Linked DNA regions of Ctenopharyngodon idella: region 1 is linked to region 2. Evidence: chromatin contacts called from public Hi-C data. All regions are on one chromosome and are shown on one strand. The core of a region is the stretch at or near the end of the contact, and the rest is flanking DNA. Distances in the headings are between cores, read along the strand shown.

What was found. Hi-C and Micro-C count contacts between places; a contact is called where the count stands out from the background.
Region 1: a Hi-C map of muscle shows a contact between it and region 2, with 2.8 times the contacts expected there. The contact joins the promoter of jun here to the promoter of prdx6 in region 2. A contact is called at or near these places in 2 of 2 Hi-C or Micro-C datasets (both in muscle).

What each region holds. Positions count from the first base shown.
Region 1 is chr20:5,550,166-5,553,445 of HZGC01, forward strand. jun (Jun proto-oncogene, AP-1 transcription factor subunit) reads left to right here and starts at 1,545. Exons shown (of 2, transcript XM_051875911.1): 1 at 1,545-1,790; 2 at 1,933-3,280. The coding sequence starts at 1,933. The coding sequence ends at 2,856. All of the region lies in intron 1 of LOC127502698 (a long non-coding RNA gene), which reads right to left.
Region 2 is chr20:5,359,763-5,362,947 of HZGC01, forward strand. It overlaps prdx6 (peroxiredoxin 6), which reads left to right and starts at 1,568. Exons shown (of 5, transcript XM_051875918.1): 1 at 1,568-1,761. The coding sequence starts at 1,670.

The sequences.
Region 1 (3,280 bases), core at 295-2,794, 190 kb after region 2:
CTAGTTTTAAAAACACTCATGAAAACTGAAGTATAAATTGAGATGTGATTTAAATTAAACTAAAAATATTAAATAAGAATCAAAAAACATAAATATGAATTGGCTCTTCACTTTCATTAGGCTAGTTCATATATTTTGTAATTCTTGTATGTATCTATGTATGTATTGTTACATATACTAATGTTATTTGTGTATCTTAGATTTGTTCTAAATTCACTGTATGTTCAATAAAGTAATAAAAGAACTAACTTATGGTTCTTAACTTATTGGTTTGATGTTTATTTGTCATTATACATTCAGAGAAAATTAGCAGGGATGATTATCATAGCTATATTTGTACAAAAAGGTGTTAAACTAAAGAGAACAAGTATGAACTCAAATTAAAATAGCTTTATTAGCATGACAAACGTTTGTACGTAATGCTAAAGCATTAACTCTGTGTATTAAAGTCCATATTTTGTATTCAGTCAGTGACGCGCAATGTCATGTTTACGTGCACAAACACTTGATCTGTCGCAACAAAGTGAAATGTGCCAGAGACTATCGATAAGTCCCTGTGGTGACAAAAAACGATCTTATCTGTGTCTTATGGATGTTATGTACTATATTTCAGACTGTTTTGTTATATTTATGTTAACGGCAGTATCAGAGTTTTACATCATGTTGTTAACGGCAACAAATATACGTAGCCTACCGGACAAGCATACAAACGTCCACCTCAACATTAAATACAAATAAACGTGTAATTACATCTTTACATAAGTTTAAGACTCATGTAAATTGAGTGAAAACATTCCAAACTAGTATGGAATCCTTCTTAAAAGTTACTTAACAATTGTCACGTTGAATTTGATTAGTTTGCGGTTGTGGTTTAAACATTGACGTTTAACACTTGTGTATGTAGTTTTGAGAGGATCTCTAGGGACTGTCACGGAGACGGACGATGGACCTTGTGGCACGCTGTCAGTCCACGATAAGACACGCCCCTTTTCAAAACCATTGGCTGACCTGACGGAGCAAATGCACTTTGCCATAAAACAGCAGACAATTGCCCTGTTTCTTCGCGCCACACGAGAGTGTATCTTAACATATATAAACAATTCATAAAGTAACTCGTCCCCTAATCCTGAAAGTGTTTCACATGTTATTTCACGGACGGCTGCGTCTTATGAAATTGCCCAACTCTCAAATATACGCGGCAATGCACTCTTCATACACTTATGCTCCCTCTTCTTCTCAAACTGAAACGTCGTGACATGAAAAAAATAAGTTAAAAAGTAACACGTTATACATTACTCGGCTTCTTTGTATCTATCCCGCCACTGCCACGGTCTAAAACAGCTAAGCGGGTAACCAGATATTCAAAAACAATACGTAATCCCAGAATGCAATGCAACGCTTCTTCGCCTTACAGCATTACCTCATCCCATCAGCCACCGCGAGAAGAATCTTCTGGTGGTGGTCGTCAAGGCAACGCGCCTTATCTGAAATTGTGGAACGCCCAGTAAACCGCCTCCAGCCAATAAGAGACTGTGCGCATGACATCATTGCTATTTTTAGCGGGGCAGCGGTAGCAGATAAGGTTTGCCTCCACGCTGGAGAAGCTCAGAGTATACAGATCTCGCCACAGTGAAACATCTAGGCAACACAACTTGAACTAACACATAAACAAGAAAACTTTTCGGCTCCGCGCTGTTTATCCACTGGCATCACAGGACGCGCGGCAGCGGCGGTGGAAGAGCTTTCTATCCGCGAGAAGAGTTCGGGACACTGGGCGATAACTTTACGCAGTAAGTTTCTCGCGGGACGGGGAGTTTACGAACTTTGCGATTCTTACCGCGGCGCTTGTTGCTGAAGCGGACACTGCTTTAGTGCTTGTGAAAGACTACTTTTGAACTAAAAAGTTTCGTTTTCTCTTCTATGTCTACCAAGATGGAAACTACTTTCTACGATGACTCTGTAAACAGCGCTTTCTCTCAGCATGACAGCGCTCCTTTTGGATACAACCACAAGGCTCTGAAACACAACATGACGCTGAATCTGACCGACCCAGCCGGCAACCTGAAGCCCCACCTGAGGGCCAAAGCCAGCGACATCCTCACCTCCCCGGACGTGGGACTGCTCAAGCTGGCTTCTCCGGAGTTGGAGAGGCTCATCATCCAGTCTAGCAACGGCCTGATCACTACAACGCCGACTCCGACCCAGTTTCTGTGTCCCAAGAACGTGACCGACGAGCAGGAGGGCTTCGCGGAGGGCTTTGTGAGGGCACTGGCCGAGCTGCATCACCAGCACATGCCCAACGTCACCTCGGCTCCCCAAACGACCATCAACAACAGCATGGCACCCGTGTCGTCCATTGCCGGTGGCGCCGTGTACAGTTCGTCCATGCGCTCCGATCCGCCGGTGTACGCGGACCTGAACACTTTCAACCCCGCCATCAGCACGGCCAACCCCGCGATGAGCTACACGAGCGCCCCGCCGCAGCACACCGTCAACACGCAGCTGCCCGTGCAGCACCCGCGGCTTCAGGCGCTGAAAGAGGAGCCCCAGACGGTGCCGGAGATGCCCGGCGAGACCCCACCTCTCTCCCCCATTGACATGGAGAGCCAGGAGCGGATTAAAGCCGAGAGGAAGCGCATGAGGAACCGAATCGCCGCATCCAAATGCCGGAAGAGGAAACTTGAGAGGATCTCCCGGCTGGAGGACAAAGTCAAGACCCTGAAGTCCCAGAACTCGGAGCTGGCGTCCACCGCCAACATGCTGCGCGAGCAAGTGGCACAGCTCAAGCAGAAAGTCATGAACCACGTCAACAGCGGCTGCCAGCTTATGTTGACGCAACAGCTGCAGACTTTCTGAAAAGAACCGGAGGACATTTGAGTTCACTTAAAAAGACGCAAGGGACAAACTTCAGGGGCTTTATGTCTGCGAGCCGCCGCGACTGCTGGCATTATAGCCCGCTGGGACCGGGACCGTCCGGCCGGCCGCGTGCCGTAAAAGGATGTTCTGACTGGACTTTCGGGGAGTTCAAAACTTCACGAACTCGGTGCGACAGAGAGCATGAGACTCACTCTGTTACATGTTTTAAGAGACTTATCCTTGTTCACTTCGACCAGGTTGTGCATGGACCTATCCGCTTGAAAAGGAGCACTCAGTATTATAGGAGTAAAACAGGGGACATGACTACCGTACAATAGGGATATATAAATGTCTGGCTCACCAAGCAAGAAGTTCTGTCCGCTAAACTTTTGCTAAAAGCTGCCTGACTTCTGAGTTACATATT
Region 2 (3,185 bases), core at 318-2,817:
TTAGTGAAATAAATCAACTTTTTGATGATATTCTAATTATATGACCAGCACCTGTATATGTATATATATATATATATATGTGTGTATATATATATATATATATATATAAATATATATATATGTATGTATATATATATATATATATATATATATATGTTTATAAATATTGTTAAATAAACTGACATATAGAAGCCGAGATCATTGTTATTGGGAAGGTTATATTCTTATATACCACACACACACACACACACACACACACACACACACACACACACATATATATATATATATTGTTGTTGATAGCCACACCGTGCTTCATTGGAATAATGCAACTTTGATGCTGAAAGTACATTTCTTGTCTATAAGAGTAGTAGATTAATAAAAAAGAAAAACACAACTACAGAAACTTAATTGGAAAAACATTTATTGAAATAAATGATTGACAAGAATAATAACGGTTTATATTAAAGAAATATATACAGAAGCAACTTGGTGGAAATAATGTGTGAAGAATAGAATTGAGAGATATCTGTTTATTAAAAAAATATAACAGAGACAGCTTGTTGGAAATTATGTGTGAAGAATAGAATTGAGTGATATCTGTTTATAAAAAAAATGAAAGACAACTGGAATTGTAACGCCTTTATTAAAGCATGTATTAATTACTTATTAAAGAATGAAAGACAACTGGTATTGTAATGCATTTGTTAATAGCATGTTAGTAGATTAGAGAGGAAAAATATATGTATTAGATAGAAAAGCAGGTATTACCCTGAAGTGATGTCTTGCAGACGAGGAGCAGACAACGGCAGAGGATGAGGGCCCAAAAAAGAAGGACAAGAAAACAGCGGGCTCTATATAAGCAAATTATAAGGTGCTTTCCCGAGCTTATGACAGCTCAGGACTTCAGATTTGACCAATTAACTGTAAAGGACTGATGATTTATGAGGGGATTTTTCATATGTCATAACATCAGTGGTTTGTGTTGTCTAAAAAAGACTAGGAGAAGAAAAAGAGGTCAGACGCTGATTCTTAAAGAACGGCCTCTCCGGTGTTAGATAACTTGCTGTTATAGCACCTCCTGCAGACAAACGCTTGTAACCTAAGTGTTGACTATAATTTTATTTAATTTTATTTCTTTATTTAGTGTATTGTATGTAAACTACTTAACCTGTAATTAATAAAACTATATTACCTATAACTAGAAAGCTCGCCTGCCAAAAAAGTCTCTGATTTCTAAATTAAGCTGAACAGACCACGGAGAAGTCTTCTGAGACCTATTTAGTATGAGATTTCAAATACTTATGAATTAGGACAGATTCGACTTGCTTTGCCTAACCTGAGAATAATTAAAATAAGGTAGAAGGTGTATAAAATTTAGCACCATAAAACAATATATATATATATATTCAGTTGTATATTCGTCCATATGCAATAATAAAATAATCAATTGTGCAGAAAAGACATGATTGCATTTTACACAATCTACAAGACTTTTGAAGTGCAAATGTTGAAGTGCGAATTTAAACTTTGACCTCACGGAGGCGACGGTGTTTCGTCCAATCAGAATTGTCCGCCCACACGCGCACGCCCCTGACTTCCTGGTATATAAGCCTTCCATTTCATGGTTACATGTGCTGACGAGAATAAAGCGTAGCGGAAAACAGTCATGCCTGGAATTCTGTTAGGAGACGTGTTCCCTAATTTTGAAGCAGAGACTACAATCGGCAAGATAAAATTTCATGAATTCTTGGGAAATTCGTAAGTAGCTAAATTATATTTTTGTTTCTGATGGAGTAACATTAGGCCTATTCGGATAACGTCTGTAATTCACGTTTGATGTGCTTTTCATTCACTCACGCATGATCATCAGGTGGCTGATGTGCGTCATAAACATCACCTGATACATTGCCAGTATACCTGATATGACATATGGAGACTGAAACCGGCTTTTATATGTTTTTATATGATACGTTATACGTTTCTACTCAAATAATGTCAGTTATTTAGTTATTTTTAATATTATTTCTTATGTATGGCAGCAGAGTTGTCTAAAATCTAGTATCAATCCAGCAGTTAAAAAGGGTGCTACAGACAGATCTGAGGTCAACTTTATATGCCATCAATGTTTCATTGCAATTAAGCAAATGGCACATTTCTGAAAGCTATGTCAGCTATTACTGCAGATGTAATTTCTTTAAACCATTTCTGTACTAAATGCTTAGAAGGGGAATGTGCCTAGTCACTCTGTGGCTGTAAAAGTTGGCATAACAATGCCAGTATTGTTGATGTTGGCATGAGTGTAAAGTGTTTGGAAGTCCCCCATATTGTGCTGGAAACTTTTTTTTTTTTTATCATTAAAGTAAGTGGAAGTTTGGGAAGTTTAGATTTTAAATTACTTGAAATTAAAGTCAAGTCAATTGTATTTGTAATTAGCTTTAAAGAAAAACGCACTGTTTATGTTTATAATGTCTTAAAGGGGACCTGAGTGAGCTGTACAGAGTCCACCATGTTTATCTCCTCGCCAGAGCATTTACCAGCAGCATTTAAGTCAAATGTATTCTTATTAAAGCTACTTAAGTTATTCAATCAGGAGCAGTGAGTGATTTTCTGTTTTCTTTTGTTGTTTGGTTCATAATAACAACAGTAGGTACTATATATTATGCTGCTCTCACTTTAATACACAGATCTAATGTACACATGCGATTTCTTTCCCTGCGGTTTACGTTCGCAGACATAACTGACTGTGTTTATGTGAACTTTGTGTGTTTTTGACATAACCTTGTGTGTATTTGACAGTTGAAAGAGAACATAGTTCAAAACCCACACGGCACTGTACTCCGGATGTGTGCAGTCAGAAAACCAGATATCAACTGATATGGCTTTAAACGCATGCAAAAATAAACCTTCATGATGAACTTTCATGACTTTAATGTCACCATGAAATCAATAATGTGTTCTCGCAATCGCAAACCACAATCATCCAATCAATTCCCCATGGTCAAAATCAAATCCCGTCCTACATTATACATGGCAGTGTTGGATACATAGTATAACTTGTTTTTAAACTGAAATATGCATACAAGCAGTATGAGCTGAACAAATAACCTGAAACTTTGCCCTAGGGAAGCGAGAGTGGAAGATGCTAAAATTGAAGTGTTTAACAGATGTCGTTGTGAAGAAAG